Linked DNA regions of Sus scrofa: region 1 is linked to region 2. Evidence: chromatin contacts called from public Hi-C data. All regions are on one chromosome and are shown on one strand. Each heading gives the region's core, a stretch centred on a gene start, on an enhancer-like site or on the middle of the called end of the contact. The rest is flanking DNA. Distances are from core to core; before and after follow the strand shown.

Region 1 (6,850 bases), core at 1,420-3,919, 200 kb after region 2:
AGAGGGTCACCATGCTGCAGCCCAAGATTGGAAGACTGGAAGAGGACCCAGAGAACACGGCAAACCCTTTGGGTTGGGCTTGGCCAATGTGCCTCCTCAGCCAGCGAACAATCTGCACAACCATATCTGGTGGCCCTGGATGGATGGAGGATGGATGGATAGATGGGTGGATGGAGGGAGGGAGGCAGAGAGTCTGTTCATCTCAAGCCATCACAACCTCCTGGTTCCAGAGCACAGAGAGCTGTCCCTCTCCTGCATCTCCTGCCAATAAGCCCAGTGACCTCAACCCTGCCCCCAGGCCTGGTGGCCCCACACCTCTTGCTGGGGGTATCCTTGCGGCCTGTCAAAATGGGAACTTTCCATCTTCCCTTGCAGGGCTGGGGGCCCCTGTCCTTCCATGGCCCAGACCTGACAGCTGATGGTGTTTTGGAGAGTGGTCCTGGCCTTCTTCCCTCTTCCCACTAACTCACCTGGAGCTGCCAAACCAGCCTGGCTGCCCACTGGCCATCCGGCCTCCACTCTGGTTCACACCAGCAGGGCCAGGCTCTGAACCAGGTGAGACCAGAGCCATCTCTGCTCACTTTGGGAGCCTTCTATTCATATAGAGTCAAATCTCTTCCTCAACCTGGGTCCTCAAGCCAGATCATCTGGGGAACCCAGGACCATAGGCTGTCACAAAATGTGTGGCCAGAGATGTCCAAGGTTACCCAGTGAGTGTGCTATGATTTTTTCTACCCTCAGCCCTGTGCTGCCTCCTGACGGAGAAGCACTGGGGGGTCACTGGGCTGAGGGAAGGAACTGCGGGAGGGGTCAGGTTCAAGGGATAGGGTGGGATGGAGGCAGTGAGGCAAGCAAAATGCAAAACCCCGCCCCAGGCAGTGCCTCCCTGGCTTCTCCGTAAACCACCACCCATCCCAGCCAGACCTCTTGGGAGGAGGGTGTCACCATGTGGCTACTTTTGGTATTGCAAAAAGTTCATGTTTTTTTTTTTCCTCTAAACTCCGTGTCAGAGCCCTGCAGTTAAGGACCACAAACTTCTGCCCTCAGCCCACAGCAGGCCTTGCCTGGAATGTCCCCCACAAATACACACCCACACACTCACACACTTCCATCCACCCATTCCAACCTCCAATACCAGCTGAAACTCCCCATCTAAGAAGCCCTCCCTCCCCCAGAGAACACGCATTGGAAACCCCACCCCCCACCCAGCCGGCTGTGTGCCTTGGCAAGAGACTTAACTAGTCTGAGCCTCAGTTTCCTCATCCGTAAAACAAGGATGACATCAGCGCCCCCCAGATGCTGAGAGCACTGCATGAGAGTGAGTGTGAGGGCTTTAATACGAAGTGCTTTAATCATCGATCCCTGGGCTCTGATGCCCATTTTCCCTGCCCCGCCAGGACCTGTGCTCAGAGGGAAGGAAGAGAAGAGAATCCAGGTGGGAGAAGCACGTGAGCAAAGCTCCAGGCAAGAGTGGGCCCTTTGGCATGTTTGGTATACTTGGCATATTGGGAAGTACGAAAGGTTTCACCATGGGCTTGGGGCCAGGGGGATGGGTCCAAGAGGCGGCAAGAGGTGGATCCACGCGCCTGTGCAGCCACAGGAAGGAGTCTGTGCTTTGTCTTGAGTGTGTGTTGGGAGGGATCCAAGGCTCTACCCAGGGAACTGACACCAAGGCCCCCCAGAAGCTGATATGGAGATAGACCGAGAGGGCGGGTCAGGATGCGAGAGGCAGTACAGGTGAGAGATGTACAGGTAAGACAGGTACAGGTGAGGCATGTACAGGTGAGAGATGCATTGGCTGCAGAGAAGCTGTAGGGGTGGGGAGGGAGCTGGCAATAACAGGAGGAGGGGTGAGAGAGAGGGGGAGGCATCTGGCTGGTGGGGCAACTGATTGGGTGGTGGGGTCGGTCCCTGAGACTGGGCACAGAGGCCTCCTGCTGATTTCACTGTATGACCTGGGCCAAGATACCAACTCCTCCGGCCACAGGGACAGCCAAGCCCAGGCCATTCCAGGAGCACATGAGAAGCGTGATTGCAAAAGCCTGGCAGCCAGCAGGCCCTCCCCTGGGGCTGAATGGGGGCCCCTTAAACACCCCCTAAGCTGCCACAAGGGGAGGACTGTGGCTTGGCATCTTTGAAGTACTCCCAGTGCCAGGCACATGCCACCCACACACCTCCCACATGCCCTCCACGTACCAACCACACACCATCCACAGGCCAACCACAGCCCCTCACACACAAGCCACACTAACCACACACCTTCCACCTGCTGCCACATACCATCCACACGCCTGCCCCATGCCATTCACATGCCATCTGTGTACTATCTCCGTGCTCTCTTCATGTCATCTACACATAAGCTACAAGCCATTTCCAAGCCACCCATCACCTGCCACGTGCTATCCATTCATACCCACACGCTCAGCATCCCCTCCCAGATGAGCACCAGGCACCAAGTAGGACCCCGGGGACAGTCCAACCTGGGGCCCAGACCATCTCAAGACCGTGAAGACGCACCCCCTCCCCCATCCCCCGGGGCCCAAGCACCTACTCACCTTTGCAGGTGCAGCCCTCCCGGGTGATGACCTGTCGACAGATCCCACAGGGTTTCACCTTCTTGAAGGTCTTCACTTTGAAGTGGTGAGTCTTGGGGGCCTCCAGATCCTCTGGCTGTGGGAGGAGAGCACAGTAGTCAGGCCAGGGCAGAGGGCCGGGCTCCCGGGGAAAGGACCAGGGGGCCAAGGGAGATACGGGCAAGCACTGCGGGAAAGGAGAAGCCAGAGCCCCTTCCGCTGTGAAAGGCCCTGAGCCCACTTCTGGGAGAGGTGACCAGGGAAATGACCACGGCGGGTCAGACAACAACGGGAACCCAACATCTCGGACCGCAGGCCCTTCTGGGGTGTCTTTTTTATATTTATTTATTTTCTTTTTAGGGCTGCACCCTTGGCACATGGAAGTTCCCAGGCTAGGGCTCCAATCAGAGCTACAGCTGCCAGCCTACACTGCAGCCACAGCATCATTAGATCTGAGCCACAGCTCATGGCAACACCAGATCCTTAACCCACTGAGTGAGGCCAGGGATTGAACCTGCATCCTCACATATACTAGTTAGGTTCTTAACCACTGAGCCACAATGGGAACTCCCTAGATATGCTTTTTAAAACCGCCCCCACACACATGGGATGAGAGGCCAGCTGCAGTGCAGGCCTTCCCTGCATCTGGCTTGCCTCAAGTTCTCCATCAGCTGCCACCCACTGCTACCACAGGCTTCAGCTTCGCCCCCACAGACAGTGCAAGGTTGGGCCCCACATCCGTTGCAACCACACTTGGGAACACACCCTAAAGCCACAAAGTCCTGCAGCCATGCTGCTTAGGATCACTCTCCTCCCCCCCCCCCGACAGCCCCCAGCCCAGGCGCAAAAGCTCTTCCTGTTGCCTCTCCAGGAAGTCACTTATGTGGTGGGGGGCAGGGGGACGCACAGGTACCATTTCTCCCCAAGGCACCAACCTCCCCCTGGAGTCTAACCTGATTCAACAACAGGGGCCAGCAGAACACAGACATTGGCGCTTCCCTCCAGCCCCCCACCCCCCAAGGTACAGAGGTTTCTGATGCCCTCTGTGCATAGACGGACCTGTCCCGACACAATGCAGACCCCGCCGTTCTAGGCAGAGGGGTCTCCTGCAAGTCCTCCCACCTTGCACCCTGCTCCCAGTCTCCCAGCTCTACATGTTCAGAAGATGGGAGGCAGCGTCCCACAAACCCAGCATGTCCAGGTTTCCCAGCTAAAGACCCCATAGTGGTGAGTCCTGGGCAAGAGAGACTGAGCCAAGAGAGACACAAGGAGAAAAACAGGCAGAAGGAAAGAGACAGAAAGCCAGCAAGACAGAGAGGCAAAGAGATAGGCAGAAAGACGGTGTCAGAGACAGAGAGACAAGAGTGAGAAAGACAAAATGTAACAGAGAAAAGCAGTGGCCAGACAAAGAGGACAAAAGAAGATAAAGGCAGAGACAAAGACAGAGACGACCAAGCACAAGAGAGGATGAGAGAGATTAGATAGAAACGCACAGAGACTATAAAGGGAACCAGAAAATCAAAGGGGGACAGACAGACAAAAGGACACAGGAGCCAGCTGGAAGGGGCCCCTCAGGTCTGGGAAGATCTGAGCATCAAAATACCTAATGACAGTAATGGCTTGAATGAGCCCATACTGATGATTCGAAATAAGTGAATACATTGAAATGTGATGACGATGGGGGTATTTACGAGTCTCGAATCGCCTCCCTACATCATGCTTATAAATCACAAAGGGGGAAAAAGTCACTTTTCCTGGCAGATTCAGCTTAATCAAATGATCAAAGTAACGTCACCAGTAATGGGAGGAATGGAGATCCCGCGCTATGGGTGGAGGAGGGGGGCGGACTGAGAATGGGGCATCGCTTTTGCGATTCTCCTGCCAAAGAGACACAAGCTGAATCTAATCATGAGGAAACATCAGACCAACCCCAGTGGAGGGACAGTCTACCAACTAAATGGCTTTATATAATCTTCCAAAGTGACAAGGTCACAGAAGTCAGGGAAAGGCTGAGGAAATTTCCAGAATGAAGGACACCAAAGAGACATGACAACCACATGCCTCAGCTGATTCTGAACTGGATTCTTTCCATGCCCCTAAAGGACGTCACTGGGACAACTGGCCAAACTTTGGTGGGGTCTGAGGATGAGAAGGTAGTCACGCATCAGTGTCAATTGCCTGACCTGCTGGGTTAGGTAGGAAATGTTCTTGCAGGAAAATAGGAAAGTATTTCGGGGTGGTAGGGCAATGTTCAGCAACTTACTCTCAGAGCTCGGGGGGGGGGGGGAAGTCCTTTGCACTGCATTTGCAACTTTTCTGAAGTTTTGGTTTGTCTCCAAATTCAGAGAGATAAAGCCCAGAGCAGAGAGGGGTGGAGCGAGGAGAGGGGTGCAGGAGCTCAGCAGCGCCCTCTGGTGGCTTGTCCAGGCAGCAGGGCCCAGGTTCCCGGATTCCAGAGATTTCCTTCTTAGAGCAATGCTTCCAGCTTCAGCTGGGGTTGGGATGAGGGTGGGGACCCGGAACTACCCAGTTCTAGACTTGATTCTGTGTCCCCCATCCCACAAGGAGGTCCCCTCCACTCTGGGGACTCACCTCCCCCGTTTCCCCGTCTCAGTCCCTGGCTGGAGCCTTCTGAATGATCTCTGTCACAGACATTGCCAGAGTGGGGACGCAGCACCACGTCAGCTTCAGTATCCCAGCCTAGGATGGGAGGACGAGCCGGGAGGGGACTTGGGGTTGAATTTTTAAGGCAGGAAGCCTTAAAGCCCAATTATCTCGGGCCAACCCTGTGCTGCAAAGCCTGCCTCTCCTATCCCACTACGTCGGCAGAGCTTGCCATTCCAGCTTATGCTCTTCTCTGCCTACACCCCACATCCAGCCCTTCTCCCAAAGCCTAGGGAAAGAGGCCTCCTTACAGCATTGCTGGCCATGGAATCTCCCCAGAGAGGGTCCAGGCTGTCCAACAAACAGACAGGCAGTGGGCGGAGACTTCCTGGATGCCAAGCAAACACCTAGGCCTCACCGCTGGGCCCTGGGCTTGCCTGCCCTGCCTGGCCACCCCCATCAAGTCAACTTTACAAAACCTCCCCCCCCCGCCCCCCGCATGGGCTTGGACAACAGAACAGGGTTCAGACACCTCCTCTGGCCTCGATCACAGCCCCTGGGTGATGGCCCAGCGCACTCCTGCCCCTCCCCCACTCTGTCCTGGCCCTCTGGCTCAGGGAGCACTGGGATAGGAGTCTAGAGACCAGCTTTCTAGGATGGTAGCCTTGAGAACATTAGTGGGCTTCTTTGGGCCTCAGTCCCCAGATGGAAATAGGGGTTTGGACAAGACCGTCTGTGTGTACCCAGTGCAGGGGAAATAATGGGCCACTTTGAGATGAAGGGACTGTAGGATCTGGGGTGGGACATGCTGATGGTTACAGAGAGACGGATGTCTCATGAAACATCACTCCTGCATAAGAGGCGAGAGAACCCCAGTGGGAGCCAGGAGACCAGCTGGGCCACGCCCAGGCAAGTGACTCCAGATTGTGACCTTGACTCTGCCAACCTTGGCTTCCCGGCTCCACTCTGGGATGGCTGGTAATCTTGTTGAAAGCATCACTGGAGTTCCCGTTGTGGCTCAGCAGGTAATGAACCCGAATAGCATCCATGAGGATGTGGGTTCGATCCCTAGCCTCGCTCAGTGGGTTAAGGACCCAGTGTTGCTGTGAGCTATGGTGTACGTCACACACAGCTTGGCTGGGATCTGGTGTTGCTGTGGCTGTGGTGTAGGCTGGCAGCTGTAGCTCTGATTTGACCCCTAGTCTGGGAACCTCCATATGCCATGGATGCCGCCCTCAAAAGGAAAAAATAAATTTAAAAAAAGAAAAGCATCACCCACAGAGGTCTGAAGTTTTCCCAGAATGATGGAGGAGGAAGTCTAGGGTGGGTAGCCTCTGACCTTCAAAGAGCTGAAGGAGGAGTTCCCATGATGGCACATCAGAAATGAATCCAACTAGGAAACATGAGGTTGCGGGTTCCATCCTTGGCCTTGCTCAGTGGGTTAAGGATCCGGCATTGCCATGAGCTGTGGTGTACGTTGCAGACGAGGCTCGGATCTGGTGTTGCTGTGGCTGTGGTGTAGACCAGCGGCTACAGCTCTGATTTGACCCCTGGCCTGGGAATCTCCACATGCCACAGGTGCAGCCCTAAAAAAAAGCAAATAGCTGAAGGAGCCGTCACTGTAAGAAGCAGTCAGACACAATCTGTGAAGTTACTGATGGCGAAACAAAACC
Region 2 (7,131 bases), core at 3,971-6,470:
TTTTGGATTTCTACCTGCTCAGCCTCCCCTGAGTGTGACCCCAGAAAGAAGCATGGTGTTGGCTCTCCTTACCCCTGGCATCAGAATGTGAGCCAGACACTAAGAGCTGCTCCCCATACCCATACTCAATCTCCTCTTCTTCTTTTAGTGATAAGTCTCTGGAAGTATGGTTGGGCTCATGGCTGCACAGCATAAAAGTGGCATTTCCCAGCAGCTAGTTGAAGCCACGTGACAGTGTTGGCCATAGCAATCTGAGCAGAAACAATGTATACAATGAAACAATGCACTGTGTCCTTCAGGAGAAGGGCGTGCCCTTCATTTCCTCTTTTCTGGCTTTCCACTAGCTGGAATGCAGTTGCAATGGCAGGAGCTGGAGCAACCACCATGGACCGTGTATTGAGGATGGCAGAGCAACGAAACTGAAGAACCTGGGATTCTGAACAACTTCATGGAAAAAGCTATAATACACCCAGAGTCTTTACTTGAAAGAGAAATAAACTTCTAACACAATTAAGTGTCATTTGAAATCTCTATTACAGAAGCTGAACCAAAATTCTACATGATACAAAACTCAAGAAATCTTAAATCCATTTATGTAGACTTTTCCAGCTATGAGATCTTGAGCAAACTACTTAATCTAAGCTTTCCTCAGCTGTATTTCCCAGGGTCATTTTAAAACAAATAAATGAGATAACATTGAATACGACACCTAATACAGTATCTAACATATAGTTGGAGTTCAACAGACGTGGAACCAGACAGCCCATTTGCAAAATGTCAACCTGATCCCACCACCCCCTTGATTAAGAATCTTCAAAAGCCTCCGCTGCTTTGACAACAAACACCAAATGCTTCACATGACAGAATAAGTCTTGCCTAAATCACCTCTCTAGCCCAACTTCCCCCTTCCCCAGTTCAAGGGCTACACTGATCTTGCCTTTAGCTCATTTCTTTCACAGACACTGATGGAGGGCTTCCCACCTGCCAGACACTGTGCTGGGGCTTCAGATACAGACCTGGGTCTTTGCTCTTAGGGACTTTAGAGTCTAGTGGTGGAGGTGGGGGGGAATATTAAATACATAAATAATAAACCTTGCTAATTTGAGCATGTGCTGCTGGCCAGATGCTGTTTCCAACACCTGTTTTTACAGGTAGAGACTCCCCGTTCTCAGCACAACCCCCTGAGTTAGTGGCCAGTATTCCATCCCCCATGTACAGATGTGCAAACGGAAGAGTAACAAAGTCAAGCAACAAGTTCAAGGTCATGCAGCTCATAGGGATGGAGCTAGAATTTGAACCCAGGCAGTCTGGCACCACGACCCGTGCACGTAACCACTTTTCTACTTGGCTTTCAAAGGAGTATCAAGTGACAGTGTCAAAAGTGCTACCCAGGGGGTTCAGACCCACAAGGCCCTCCTGACTCTGGACCTTGGCACATGTTCTTGATCTGAAACACCCTTCCCCGTCTTGACCCAAACCCACTCCTGTTCACCCTCTGGACCTTTACATCCAGAAAGTGTCACTGCCTGAGGAACACCTACTCTGCTCTCCCCAGACCATCCAGATCTGTTCACAAACTCTTGCTGCACAATGTACCTTTCCTCCAGGGCACTGATCGCATTGTGGTGAGAAATTTGCTGATTCTTTATAGGTCCCCCCCGCCCCCAGCTCTCCCTTCCCTAGTCCGGTTGGCCCAGGATGCTGCAAGAGAAACACCCCAGGGCTGCTCAGCACCTCACAGAATAGATGCTCAGTAAAGATCTGGTGACTTAATGAAGGGATGCATTGGTTGACTTACCCAAAGTAGCCCTGAGGTCTCCATGGTTTTCTTCATCACTCCCAGTGGTCTCCTGCCCTCTTCAAGGACCTCTGCCCCACACACTCCCTCCCGATCTCCCCAACCAGCTGGAGTCCCCTGAGGGAGGGGTCCATAGCTGCCAGGTCAGATGCTGCTCATGTGGGGGAGGGGGGCGGGGGCTGGTGACCTGAACAGGCAGCCCCTGGTTGCCCAGGACCCCATCCTGGAATGTGAGGTTTCCCCAGGACCAAGCCAGGAGTCTAAGAATGGAGCAGAGGCTGAGAAAGGGGGCCCCAAACCCGGACATCCTGTCTCGATGGCCAGAGATGATCTTTAAACCCCATAAAAGTGGGAGCCGTGGAGGCGGCTGTACCACCATCCCCACACGCTGTGGTCTGGAGTCAGGAGCCGGCGAGATCAATATCGTACAGGAGGCTTTCAGCTACAATTCCTCTCTGCTGCCAAGTCTCCCCAGAGGCCTGAGGAAACGGTGGGGAGGAGGCAGAGGCACAAGAAAAGGAAAGGAAATGCATATTCCTTAAGGGCCAACAACGCTGTCATGGAGAAGGCCACGTGGTCTCAATCCTCACACCAGCCCTCCGGGTAGGTGTTAGCCCATTTTCCAGATGAGGAAACTTGGGCCCAGAGGGAGAGAAAAAAAAAACTTTCCCGAGGTCTCCGCAAAGCCAGAACCAAACGCAGCAGAGCCGGCTCTGAGGCCAGCAGGCTCTGAGGCAGGACCCCTCGGAGGAGTCTTAACTGGGGGGGCAAGCCCCGCCAAGTGTGCACTCCCAGATCAGGCCGGCAGAGGGCGCCCTCCTAGGCTGAGCCGGCCGCCCCGCCCAGGATGGAGGCTGGGCGGGGCCTTCTGTAGTTCACGCCCCAACAGACACAGGGACTCCTCCCAAAGCATCCCTTTCGTTTACCAGCAGCCCTTTTCTCCTCTGAACTCCCCAGGGCCCTCCTTATGACACTGCGACGCCCCGAGAGTGTTGTCTTCTCCAAAAGAAGCCATGACACTTTCGGCACAAGCATCCCATCCCCCCGACGCCTGCTCTTCTCGGAGCTGAGCGCCCCTGCTCCCGGGCCCTTCAGGCTCCTGCAGGTTTCAGACACTGGCCAGCCTCCACCGACTGCAGCTTTCTCACGTGCTCAGGCAGAGTGCACCAGGCAGCGTGCACCGGGCCTCCCAGTGGTTCTGACTGGCAGAACTCACGGGGTGCTCCCTCCCTCCTCTGATTGTGCCGCTCTGCTAATTAATTAGCCCAGCCCGGGGTAGAGGTGGGGGGTGTCGGCTCACTGTGGGAGCAGCCCTGACCGGTTGCTGGCCTGGTACCCCAGGAACATCCACCAGAATGTCTGCAGGACGGAAGACGGAATGGAGATGCCAATGTGGGTACTCAACAGAGCCCAAGGAGCCAGATCTCCTGTGTGTGTGTGTGTGTGTGTGTGTGTGTGTGTGTGTGTTCCTATACCTACTGTATTTTTAGAAGCATCTATATCCTTTCCATATTTTGAACTGCTTAGAAACTGCTGAGACTAATAGTCATTTTCACCAACTAATGAGGAAAAGCCATTTCTTTAAAAGGGGAAGGCAGGCTTTGCTCTAAGATCCTTGAGAAGGAATTCCAGAGCCCCTGGATTTAGATTTTCCAAGCCCTTCCCTTCCCACCATTGTCTGCCTATAGGCCCTAGAGGCCATGTTCCCTTAGGGTGACTGGGGTAGAGTCAGCCCTGGGTTCAAGAAGAGACATTCGGCCAGCCTCCTCCCACCTGCAGAGGAAGGAACATGGAGAAGGACTGTCCTTGGGGACTTGTCCCCCTCTGCTCTCCTCCCTACCCATCTCTAGTGCAGATACACCTGCCACGGAAGAGTGCATTTAGGGAGAGGTTCTGTGCCCTAACTGCCTGTAGAATTCCTGGGGAGAGAAGAAAAAAATCCCAGCCCCCCAGCGGGACCTCCGACAGAGTCACGGGGAACCTCTGGGTGGGACTCAAGCTTTGGTACTCTCAGCCAAGTCTGAGACTGACTCCTCACCTCTGGCCCCAGCCTCATCTCTCTGCCCCTCCACCTTCACCTCATGTTCCTGCCTCTTCCCAGGTCAGACTCTGCTCACACCCTGCACATCTGCTGCAACTGGAGTTCCAGTTCAGCAGGGTCAGGCCTCATCCCGCCTGGCCCCAGTCTCTGCGAAGGCTCCAGAACCCTGTCAGCAGGACGGGCCTTGAGGTGAGGCCTGTGGCCGCTCATCTCCAGTAGGGACCCAGACAAGAGTGCTGCAGTCTTGACCTTCCCAGGGGTGCTGAGGCAAGTCCAGGCTCAGCATCTCGGGCCCAGGGTCAAGTGCAGCTGTGTGATACCCACCCAGTCTGCTCGGACTTCAGCACCCGTGCAGGCTTCCTGAGGTTCTTGTTAAAGCACAGGTTCTGATCTGCTCTGAGATGGGACCAGAGGGTCTGCCTTCCTAATAATCCCCAGGGGATGCTGATGCTGGCAGTGCCTGGACCACACTTTTTTACAGGAAATGAAAATGTCCTTGGAGTTCTCGTTGTGGCTCAGTGGTAATGAACCTGACTAGTATCCATGAGGACATGGGTTCAGTCCCTGGCTCCAGTCAGTGGGTTAAGGATCTGGCATTGCCGTGAGCTGTGGTGCAGGTCGCAGACTGAGCTCCCATCCCAAGGTGCTGTGGCTGTGATATAGGCCAGCAGCTACAGCTCTGATTCAACCCCTAGCCTGGGAACTTTGATATGCCTCAGATGCAGTGTTAAAAACAAACAAACAAAAAAAAAACACACCTTATTCAGTATAATAAGGTAAGTGGTGAGCACTCACTTCCTCACCGGCTTCCGCTGCAGCCCTAGCCCATTCTCCCGTCCTAAGGGCACTGGGAGCACAGCTGGCCCCCACCCTGCCTCACTGTGCAGTCCCCTGGAAGACAGGCTAGATCAGCCCCACACACAGGTCCTAGCCTGGCTCTCCTCCCCTGCACCATGACCAGCCTGAGGTGTTCACCTGACTGCACAGCTAGGGGGCATCGAAGGTGCCCTACCCCATCACACAGCCAGAGCCCTGGGCCACCCAGGGGAAACCAGCACCACTGCCCAGCCCTTGACCTCCTGACTAAAGCTGTCGGTTTGCTCTCCTGTCTGCCCATCCCTCATCAGAGTCTGTCTTTCCCTTCTGTGGCACAGCCAGGGAGCAGAGCGAGAGGCGTGAGCTGGGAAGGGCGTGGACTGAGAAGTCAGCTCAGCCTATGCTCGTAGCCTGGCTCTGCCACTTAGCAGCTTTGTGATTTCCAGCAATCTCTGAACTCCTTTGAACCTCAGTTGCCTTCTCCGTAAAATGAAGACAAGGACAGCGCCCTTATCTCTCCGGGTAAGTGGCTTGAGAAAATACACGTATGTGCTCAGCGCCATCCCTGGCACTTAGAGGGTGTGAGGAATGCCAGCTGTCACCAGTAGTGACAAGCACCAGCTCTGCCACTTAGAAGCTAAATGACCTCTTGCGGCCTCAGTTTCCTTGTTTGTCACTTGGCATGGTAACAACATCTGCCTCGTGGGTTCATTAGGAACATTAGACAGGATGAAGCCTGGCACACAGAGGGGGTGCGATGGGTGTTAATCCTCTATCACAGGCGGGGTGTTTCTGCTCCCTGTGTCCTGGTCCCTTAGAGCGGCAGTTTTCAAAGCACAGACCGGGACCCCAGCGATCCCTGAGACCCTTTCAGAGGTTGTGTGAAGTCAAAACTTATCAAACCTAATTTCTTCATAATACTAACCTGTTATTTGCCTTTTTCACCCTCATTTTCCCACGAGTGTGTGGTGGGGTCTTCCAGAGGCACACGTGTGATATCACAACACAGTGAGTGCAGGAGCACATAGGAGAACCCAGCTGGCTTCTGTTAAGCCAGGCATGAAGGAAGCTTTTCAAAAATGCAAAACGGTGTTACCCTTCTCACCTGATCTTTTTTATTTTAGAAAATATCATTTTTCATAAAAGCATTAACATGTGGTGAGTTTAATAGTGCTGGGGAAGTGAATTGATACACACTTTTGAAATGTTCTGGTTTAATTTATAATATGGTGAGTATGGAAAGTAGAAACCATATGAATAAAAGCTCTTTGGGGTCCTCAATAACTTTTAAGAACGTTGGAGTTCCCGCTGTGGCTCAGCGATAACAAATCCAGCTAGTATCCATAAGGATGCGAGTTCAATCCCTGGCCTGGCTCAGTGGCTTAAGGATCTGGCGTTGCCGTGAGCTGTGGTCTAAGTCATAGACATGGCTTGGATCTGGCACTGCTGTGGCTGTGGTGTAGGCTGTCAGCTGCAGTTCTGATTCAACCCCTAGCCTGGGAACTTCTCTATGCTGTGGATGTGGCCCTGAAAGGCCAACAAAAAAAAAAAAAAAAAGGAAGGAAGGAAAACCGAATGTAAAGGAGTCCTGGGACCAAACAGTTGGAGGAGCTGCCCTCGGTACTCACTATGCTGGCCCCATGGGGGTCTCAGCACACGCTCACCATATCAGCTCATCGGAGCTCAAAACAACTCGATGGGGAACCGCAGCTGTGGCATGTGTTTATTTGCCATCTCCCCAGGAACCCTGCACTGCGCTAGGTGTGCCTCATCTCAAACTTCCTGAATTGCAAGGAATCCACCCAGGACCACTGGGCCCGGGGTCCAAGTGAGATGCCCACGGGCCATCCGATGGGCAGTCATGGGTTCTGCCTGGCAGCCTCTCTTCCCCCTGCCTCTGAGAAACCCCAGCTCATCAGGGACCAGCTACCGCCCCATTCTCCATCTCTGTGGTTCAGAAGGCTCCAGAAGCCATCACGTGACCCAGATCTAGATGGAACCCTTGGTTCCGAATTAGTCACAGGACCCAAGCAGGGTCTATCAGAGCCCATGAGCATTTGTCCCAGGTCTTTGTTGACAACACTGGGGAGAAAAAAAAAAAAAAGGAGCTTTTTAGTGGTAGGAAGAGAGCCTGAGGCCTCGAGGGGCCATATTCTGGAGCATCCGGTGGTACCGCCACTGGGAGAGAGTCTGCCTGAGAACTCAGCCAACTCAGAACCAGGTAATAGAGCCAAATTCCTGATTCTGCCATTTGAGCTCTTGGATCCAGCTGTGCTTGGACTTCTTGGTCACATGTCCCACTCGATTCCTTTTTCTCCTCCCCCCACCCCATTAAACCATGTTGAGTTGAGTTTCTTTTCTAGCTAAAAGAATCCAGATGAAAAACTCATCGTAAGCAGACCCACGACCTGGATGGTAGGTAGGCAAGCGGCTGGGAGGATTTGGGGAAGCCCACCACGCACCCAGAGCCTGGCCG

What was found. Hi-C and Micro-C count contacts between places; a contact is called where the count stands out from the background.
Region 1: a Hi-C map of fetal skeletal muscle shows a contact between it and region 2, with 2.9 times the contacts expected there. The contact joins the promoter of TNS1 here to the enhancer-like site in region 2. A contact is called at or near these places in 2 of 5 promoter capture datasets (fetal liver and liver), 25 of 47 Hi-C or Micro-C datasets (alveolar macrophages, brain, embryonic fibroblasts and 14 more) and 2 of 2 datasets of contacts at active chromatin or transcription factors (alveolar macrophages and skeletal muscle).

The regions. Positions count from the first base shown.
Region 1 is chr15:120,141,128-120,147,977 of Sscrofa11.1, forward strand. It overlaps TNS1 (tensin-1), which reads right to left and starts at 2,670. Exons shown (of 36, transcript XM_021075207.1): 1 at 2,556-2,670.
Region 2 is chr15:119,940,936-119,948,066 of Sscrofa11.1, forward strand. No RefSeq gene overlaps it. Among named protein-coding and RNA genes, the nearest start is that of TNS1, 200 kb to the right of the region's middle. Within about 2 kb of position 5,221, at least 7 of the 83 cell types and tissues checked have an H3K27ac peak or open chromatin away from gene starts, as enhancers often do. A contact at or near this core is called in fetal skeletal muscle and skeletal muscle, where this site is marked.